Regions from separate parts of the Mus musculus genome. Here region 1 is linked to region 2. The links are chromatin contacts, called in public HiChIP or PLAC-seq maps. All regions are on one chromosome and are shown on one strand. The core of a region is the stretch at or near the end of the contact, and the rest is flanking DNA. Distances in the headings are between cores, read along the strand shown. Region 1 holds the start of Tspoap1 (TSPO associated protein 1). Region 2 overlaps Trim37 (tripartite motif-containing 37).

Evidence for each region. HiChIP or PLAC-seq counts read pairs in DNA pulled down with a chosen protein or histone mark.
Region 1: an H3K27ac HiChIP or PLAC-seq map of bone marrow-derived dendritic cells shows a contact between it and region 2, with 5 times the contacts expected there. The contact joins the promoter of Tspoap1 here to the enhancer-like site in region 2. A contact is called at or near these places in 1 of 39 promoter capture datasets (the 3T3-L1 cell line), 1 of 15 datasets of contacts at CTCF or cohesin (embryonic stem cells), 8 of 484 Hi-C or Micro-C datasets (CD8 T cells, ECoMG-derived neutrophils, liver and 4 more), 2 of 115 datasets of contacts at active chromatin or transcription factors (bone marrow-derived dendritic cells and microglia) and 3 of 9 other capture datasets (adipose tissue, liver and macrophages).

Annotation. Positions count from the first base shown.
Region 1 is chr11:87,758,615-87,762,434 of GRCm38.p6, reverse strand. Tspoap1 (TSPO associated protein 1) reads right to left here and starts at 1,894. Exons shown (of 32, transcript NM_172449.2): 1 at 707-1,894. The coding sequence starts at 1,033.
Region 2 is chr11:87,209,436-87,213,813 of GRCm38.p6, reverse strand. Trim37 (tripartite motif-containing 37) reads right to left here. Exons shown (of 24, transcript NM_197987.2): 22 at 3,927-4,045. Among named protein-coding and RNA genes, the nearest start is that of Trim37, 85 kb to the right of the region's middle. Within about 2 kb of position 1,288, at least 24 of the 459 cell types and tissues checked have an H3K27ac peak or open chromatin away from gene starts, as enhancers often do. A contact at or near this core is called in ECoMG-derived neutrophils, bone marrow-derived dendritic cells, macrophages and 2 more, where this site is marked.

The DNA.
Region 1 (3,820 bases), core at 645-3,144, 550 kb before region 2:
GGCATAGGGAAGGACCGGGTACGGTGTCTCAGAAACCTACTCAACCTAGCCGGAGTCTTCCGTGTGCAACATCGCCACTCTATAACCCAAGGGGTGAACAGGTTCTCTCTTGTGTCCCAGGCCTTCAGAGAGGGGTGCTACCAGGACCTAAGGAGAAGGGACAGGCCCATCCTCCATGCCTTCATGCCTTCAGCGGCAGCCTCACACCATTCTGGGGCATTTCCTGCTCTTCCTCTATGCTTGCCTTTCTACCCCACAGCCTTTTAGGTAATGGCAGATCAAACTCCCTCCCCATCCGTCTAGACATCTTGGGTCTGTAGAGTCCCCTGCCCTCCACTAAAGTCCTGCTTCCTTCATCCTCTCCAGTAGCTAGCTCACTCACACCCACCCACAACAAAATCTTCCTTGGCTCAGCCCAGCACCAAGCCCACCTCCACACCCCCCAGCATACCAAGATTCCCCCCAGACAGACTCGTGGTGGAAGAGACCTAACATAATCAGAAAGAGACACATGTACCCACACTGAGGGCCAGAGCCAGAGAGAACAGAGCGAGGCCACTTAGATTCCCGTCCAAGGAAGGAAGGACAGATAATCACACAGGCAGACTCACAGACAGAGAGAGACAGAGACAGAGACAAGAAATGTGGGCAGTGGGACTACAGATTATGGCCAGTCCATCTTGCAGCCCTCTCCATCCTCTCTTACCTTATAAGCCTGTGCCTCCTCCTCCTCCAGCCCGGAACAGCTGTACCCAGGGCTCTCTGCTTGCTGCCCCAGCTTAGGCAGCCCGGTCTCTGTTGCTTCAGGATCAGTATTTCCGACAGGTCCAGGGCTATGAGCTCCCTCAGGCTTGGAACTCTCTTCAAACCTCAATCCTTTAACCTGCAGAGCTGTCGGAGTACCAGCAATGCTTGGAGATGCATCTCCAGGTTTGCACCCCTGGCCCTGAGTCCAGTGCTGCCAGGCAGGCAGTGCCCATGGCTCCATGGCTCCAAGGTCTCCAAGCCGTGGGAGGGTTGTCAGTTGCTCCATGGTTTCGGCAAGGGGCCCCCGAACCTGGACCTGGGGACATCACCAGCGGGAAGACTGACAAGGGTCATGCCAGACTAGACCATTCTCCCTGTAAGTGTTTGGCTTCACCGAGTCCATCAGAGGTTGGCTGAGCTCTTCCCACCCACGAAGGAGGGTTCAGAAGGTATCGGGGTTGCCAGACTGGAGCTGGGGTTTGCTCATGGTTCTCTCTCTCTCTCTTGTGTGTGTGTGTGTGTGTGTACGGGGTGTGTGTGGGGGGGTGAGAGACCACCACCAGGAGTGCCTGGCTGAAGGTATATATGTACGTGTGCCTCCAGGTCTGTCCCTGCAGGTCAGTGATGTTTTATTATGTGATTGGAGGATGAATACTCCGACTTGTGTATGTTGAGAAGGGTGGTGCTATGTGTCACTGTCTGTGCCTATTTAAGAGTTACCAGTTGTTTCTGCGTGGGGGTAGGGGCTGTCTGTATTGCAGGGCTGTGGCAGTGTGTGATGCTGTCGCCGGTCCTGTCTCAGTGTTGTAAAGCCCGGTGTATCTGTAGTGGCGTGTGTCTTTCAGTGTCTGTGAGTCTGGCCACCCATCACGACCACTCTGCCTGGAAAGGGTCCGCAGGAGTTCCTGGGAATGATCCCCAGTGATCCACTGTGGTCCTTTATCTCCAGCTTTTCTCTCCGCTGGCTGCCGCCGATCAGTTGCTTGCTGGGTGGCTGGGCGGTCCTAAGGAGGCCTGGGTCGATGGGCGGCTTGCCTCATAGTCTCTGCCTCAGCTAGTCTCAGCTCGAGGGACTGCAAGGGTCCCTCGCGGTCCCGGAGCTCCCCAAATGAGATGGTGGGCACGAAGGAGGGCAGAGCCTCAGAATGGGGAGTGGGGAGCAGGGGAGCATCATCATCCCTCCCTTCCCCCTCCTCCTCCCCTCCTGCCCACCAATAGGAAGTCAGCTGCTGGTTTCCATGACGATGGAGCTGGACTGGTGGGCTGGACCGGCAGGCAAGCTGGCAGGGTCGGGACAGTGGAAAGAGCAGGTTCCTTACTGGATGGTAGGTTAGAAAGCTACCCCCTCCGGACCCCCCAACATGGCCTCTTCATCCCCTTGACCCCACAGACCCTCACTTCCAGGGTGCAGAGGAAAGGGAGTAGAGACAGTCCTCTCCTTTCAGGCAAGACTGATGGGGATAGAACAATGTGACAGAGACCTAGCTGTAGAAAAGGACAGAGCTGAAATGGTGGGATTTGGAATAAAACAAAGAAATAAAAGTCTGAAAATAGAAAGACGAGCAAAAGGACAGAGTGTTGAAATAGGCTGAAAAACGACTTCAGCTTCCCCATGGCAGATCACATTTGGGGGACAGCCCAGCCTTCACAGGCTAGCAGGAGAGATCATAAGACAGGACCTTTTGGGCTGATTTTCCCTCAACCATCAGGAAGTTCATCTTCTGTCTAGCATTAGGCTTTATTTATTTACTTGCTATGAAAAAAAAATGGCTTTTGGGAACAAGGACATAGGAATTGCCCCAACCTAGGTGTCTGCCTGTATGTGGGGCACCTAGATCTCGAGAGATAAGAATGTTGCTCCTAGACGCAAGACAAGCCAAGGTCGAGGGCCCTCATGTGGCACCCCTATGGAATAGCAGCTAAAGCATAGAGAACACCCCCCACCCAGACAGTAGGCTCCACCCAGGCCAGAGCCAATGGAACTGGGTAGGGGTTGGAGTTGCATAAGAGAGAAGGTAACATTCATTTCTCTAAAGCAGTCTAAACATCAGTACACATGCTATGTCATGTAACTTTCAGTCAGCATGCATATGCATGTCATATTACATGTATGTATAGAAGAGTATGCATAGTATGTCTGTGTATACATGGAGATCACTGCATGTATGTGTGCTATTTTGTCTATGAATCTCATTGGATATATATCTGTGCATGGTTTTGTGTCATTGTATGTCTATTTGCTACAATGTCTATGTGCATGCAATTACGTATGAGTTTATCATTGCATTTTGCTATAAATCACAGATATCATGCCATTATACAGCACTAACACATTATGACATACATTGTCATATAATAATGTACAATGGCATACAATGATCTATGTACATGATAAACTTGCCTGGCATGATGTGCACGCAGTCTCTGTATATATATTCTCACCCCTCCATGCCTAAGGGGACTGTCTATAAGATCATCTCAGGATACCCCACTAAGTTCTCAAATGCTTAAGTCCTTTTATGTAAGGTGATGAAATATCCGCCCATGGCTTATACACATCCTTCTGTATACCCAAGGTCTCTTGCATGCTAGGCAAGCACTCTACCACTAAACCATATCCTCAGCCCAGCCCCACCCCACCCCCATGCCTTAAATCATCTCTAGATTGTTTATACCTATTTTATAATACGATGTGAATGTTAAAATAATTGTACTGTACTATTGAGGAAATCACAAGAATAACAAGCAAAGTCTATACATTATAAAGAGACAGCTTCCTCTCTGGTAAGAGTCTTAGCTCAAGCTGGTCCTTCCTCTTCCAGTTGCTGGGGTTGTAATTACATCTACAATTGGCTTGCAATCAAAAACACATTTTGTTTTTCAATCCTAGTCAATAGGATGGCTCTGTGGGTAGGACATTTGCCACCAAGCCTGACCACTGGAGTTTGATCCCCAGTAACCACGTGGCCAAAGTGGAGAACTCCTCCACGCAAGGTGTTCTCTGGCCCTAAATGCACACCACAGTACATTGGTACACTCACCAGCATTCACACACACACACAAATTAAATGTT
Region 2 (4,378 bases), core at 39-2,538:
TTTTCCTTGTCCATCAACAAATGATACAAGATCAAGCTAGGAAGTTGTTGCTGGCCCTGAGAAAGGTTTCCTTGTTGCTAAAGACATAGAAAATTAACAAACCTTGCCCATGAATCCTCAGGATGTGATTCAGAGTTCTTACCAAGTTTGCAACAGAAGCAACTATCTTGTCATTTTCAAAAAAGCTAGCCAATTCACTGAGACTTCTAGTTCACTGATATGACACAGAAAAGAAAGAGAGAGAGAGAGAGTGAGAGTGGAGAGCAGGCAGGCAGGCAGGCAACTATCAGCCAAATGAAGAGGTTCGCATCTGCAATCCCAGCATCGAGAGGCTCAGGAGGGAGAACTGCTATGAGTTCACAGCCATCCTGGGCTATTCACAGTGAAAATATGTCTCAAAATGGGGAGTGAAAGGCAGCTGCCAGGATGTAGCTGCTCTGCTGAACTCCTGGGTTCCACTGTTAACACATGAAAAATAAGCATACAGCTCAAGCCTAGAATCCCTGTTCTTTGGAAGTACAGTCAGGAAGATCAGAAGTTCAAGTCCAAGGCTAGCCTGGGCTACATAGTAACAAAGAAATACAGAGGCATACCCACATTGAACAGCTAAGTTTTCTAACTCTGAAAATACCCTATCACACTTAGGCATGTCTCACTTAAGACTTCTAAACAAGAGTGCTACTTTCATTACATTAATTTTATTTATTTTTGAATAGCTCGTCTTGATTACCCTAAAGGTGATCAGCACTAGTAAGCCATCACAGGTTGTATAACTCATCTGCTAGCTAATCTGGAGCAATGTTTTTAATAGCTGTGACAAGACTTTTCTCTGAATTGGGTATTCAGTCTTCAGTTTACAGAATTGTACAGCTTATCAATGGCGTGTGTGTTGTTTTTGTTGTTGTTAAATTAGGCTGCCAGTATAAAATCGTTAAAAAGAAGACAAATAGAAGGTTGTCCCAATTAGTTCCAGTTAGAAAGGAATGGGTCTGTTTATGACCATTATGTCTAAAAAAAACAAACAAAAACAAAAAAACAAAAAACAAAACCCAAAACACAACAAAGCAATTACATTGCACTGATACTTGGGAGCCGGGCGTGCTGACACATACCTACAACTCCAGCACTGGGAGGTCTGACAGGACTGAATTCTAATGTGATAACCAGACTGTATCAAAAACCCAAACCTAAAAACAACAAAAACAGAACAAAAATCCCCCGTGATCTTTGTAGTTCCGAACTCCCAGCTATTAAAGCAGAGAAATGAGGCCTTAAAGTTTCTTCAGACAGCCTCTTCCTCAAGGAGGAAGAGAAACCACAGCGACATGACAGAACACTTCCTCCATTTGACACAGTAAGAACTTTTTCCCCACGCCCCTTTTAACTTGACTTTTGGTCTTAAGACACATGGATTTAAGATAAGCCCACTCCTCACAATCTGACTGCTACTTCTACTCTGGCCTCAGACGTACTGGCTCATCACCTGACTGTCTACTCATGCCTTCAAGTGAAACTTCCAAGGGTACATTACAACTCAAGCATACAGAGATGGAAATTCTAAGCACTGACTCTAGGTTCAAATTCTAACCCTTACAAGGACCATTTCTGTGACTTTCAGTGAGGTAAGTTATATTTCTAAGTCTTTTTAAAAATTTTTTTGTTTTTTTAAATTATTTTCTTTATTTACATTTCAATTGTTATCCTCTTTCCTAGTTTCCCCTCCAAAAATCCCCTATCCGACTCCCCTCTGCCCCCTCCCCCTGCTCACCAACCCACCCACTCCCACTTCCTGGTCCTGGCATTCCCCTATACTGGGGCATAGAACCTTCACAGGACCAAGGGCCTCTCCTCCCACTGATAACTGACTAGGCCATCCTCTGCTACATATGCAACTAGAGCCATGACTCCCACCATGTGTTTTCTTTGAGAGATGGTTTAGTCCCAGGGAGCTCTGGGGGTACTGGTTAGTTCATATTGTTGTTCCTATGGGGCTGCAAGCCCCTTCAGTTCCTTGGGTCCTTTCTCTAGCTCCTTCACTGGGGACCCTGTGCTCTGTCCAATAGATGGCTGTGAGCCTCCACTTCTCTATTTGTCAGGTACTGTCAGAGCTTCTCAGAAGACAGCTTTATCAGGCTCCTGTCAGCAAGCTCTTCTTGGCATCCGCAATAGTGTCTGGGTTTGGTGGTTGTTTATGGGATGGATCCCCAGGTGGGGCAGTCTCTGGATGGTCATTCCTTCAGTCTCTGCTTCACACTTTGTCTCTTTAACTCCTTCCATTGGGTATTGTTCCCCCTTCTTCTTGAGTTTCATGTGTTTTGCAAATTGTATCTTGGGTATTCTGAGCTTCTGGACTATCCACTTATCAGTGAGTGCATATCATGTGTGTTCTATTTCTAAGTCTTAAATCACTTGTTTGTAAAATCAGAAATAAAAGAAGTTAATGACTATAAAGAATAATTTTGAGAATAACATAGCAAGAACTTACTAAATATCAACTTTTTTGATGATATACTTTTAGTTCCTCTATCAGAACACTTATCACACAATATTATCAAAGGCTATTTACCAGTGTCTTCAATATCTAATCTCTACTTCTTAAGTGGTTCTTCCCACCTCTCCCCTCCTACCACACATACACAGCATACCTTAAAAAAGCTACAGTTTGCCTGGCGGTGGTGGCGCATGCACTTGGGAGGCAGAGGCAGGTGGATTTCTGAGTTCGAGGCTAGCCTGGACTACAGAGTGAGTTCCAGGACAGCCAGTACTATACAGAGAAACCCTATCTCCAAAAAAAAAAAAAAAAAAAATCTACAGTTTGTTTTATTAGTTAGTACCTGTAGCCCACTATGCAAGTGTGTCTCAAGGACTATTACCCTGGTCAGACTATTACACTGACCAGGACAGCCAGAAGTATATGCTAGCATCTCTCTGTGTGTTATAAACAATAATTCATCAATGACTGAAATTCAAATGAAGTGGAAAGTAATACTGGGGGAAATCAAAATATTTTTGAAAGTTGTTCTTTTTTGCTAACCTATAAAAGATAGAGGAAGAACAATGACTTAAGATTGTTTTAAATAACTTGTATTGCTAAAATAACCAGATATTTTATTTGATATCTTAGAAGAAATGTTAAAAATTATAACTGAGGCTCATCTGCAGAGATGAAGCAGGTTGTTTTAGGGGATGCTAAACAGTTAAGCCAAGGAATTCTTCCATCAGAGCAAAGGAATGCTGACGAAATGACTCCAGTTAAGAGTGAGTACTACAACTAGAGAACTAAATTCAGTTCCCAGCACCTACAGCAGGCACATCAGCCTACAGGTAACTCCAGCCCTAGTGAGAGCTAATGCTGTTGGCCTCCTTGGGAACTTACTAGCACACACATATACATACATATGAAAAAAAAGCAAGGGCTGGTGAGATGGCTCAGCAAGTAAGAGCACCTGACTGCTCTTCCTAAGGTCCGGAGTTCAAATCCCAGCAACCATATGGTGGCTCACAACCATCCATAACAAGATCTGACTCCCTCTTCTGGAGTGTCTGAAGACAGCTACAGTGTACTTACATATAATAAATTTAAAAAAAAAAAAGCAATTTATAGACATTAATCAAAATGGACCTCAAAGGCAGTAGGTAGTGTACAACTTTAATCCTAGTACTCAGGAGGCAGAGGCAGAGATCTCTGGGACAGCCACAGCTACACAGAGAAACCCTGTCTCTAAAATCAAAACAAAAACCAACCAAACAAAAACCTGACCTCAAACAAAGGGTTAACAATATTCTAATTAGCTGGGTTTTTGTTTGGAAGATTAAGGTTTTGCTTTACACATATGTGTCTATATGAATTCCCACCTACTGCTATAGCCACTGAGAACGCAGTGTCTCCTGCTCGCTAGTCCTGACCGTCCTTGTTCAATGCTCACCTTCCTCAGGGGCGGCTGAGGCTCCTTCAGGTAGTGTGGGCTGTACCTCCCCAGCTTCAGAATGACTTTCCAAATCTGCCATCTGCATTCCTTCCAGACGACCTCCTTTTGCATTAGTCCTCAAAGAAGGAAAAACAACAAGCTATTTTCAAATGTTAATAGTGACATAATAATTTTCTTTTTTTCCTAAAGCTGAGCCTTGAATCAAGCATGGAAGATTTACTTGTGTTTAATTCTAAATTTGCATTTTTAAAAATTTTACTGAAGATTCAGAATAAAAGATTTTGATGTAAATTACCAAACCCTGTTTATGACAATTTGTAATAGTTTTACACAATGTTAACAGTAGACGACAAAGAGAAGGTGTGTAGGATCTCTTTGCTATTTTTTTAACATGTTTTTTTTTTCCCATTTATTTTATGTATGTGATTACACTGCCACTCTCTTCCAAT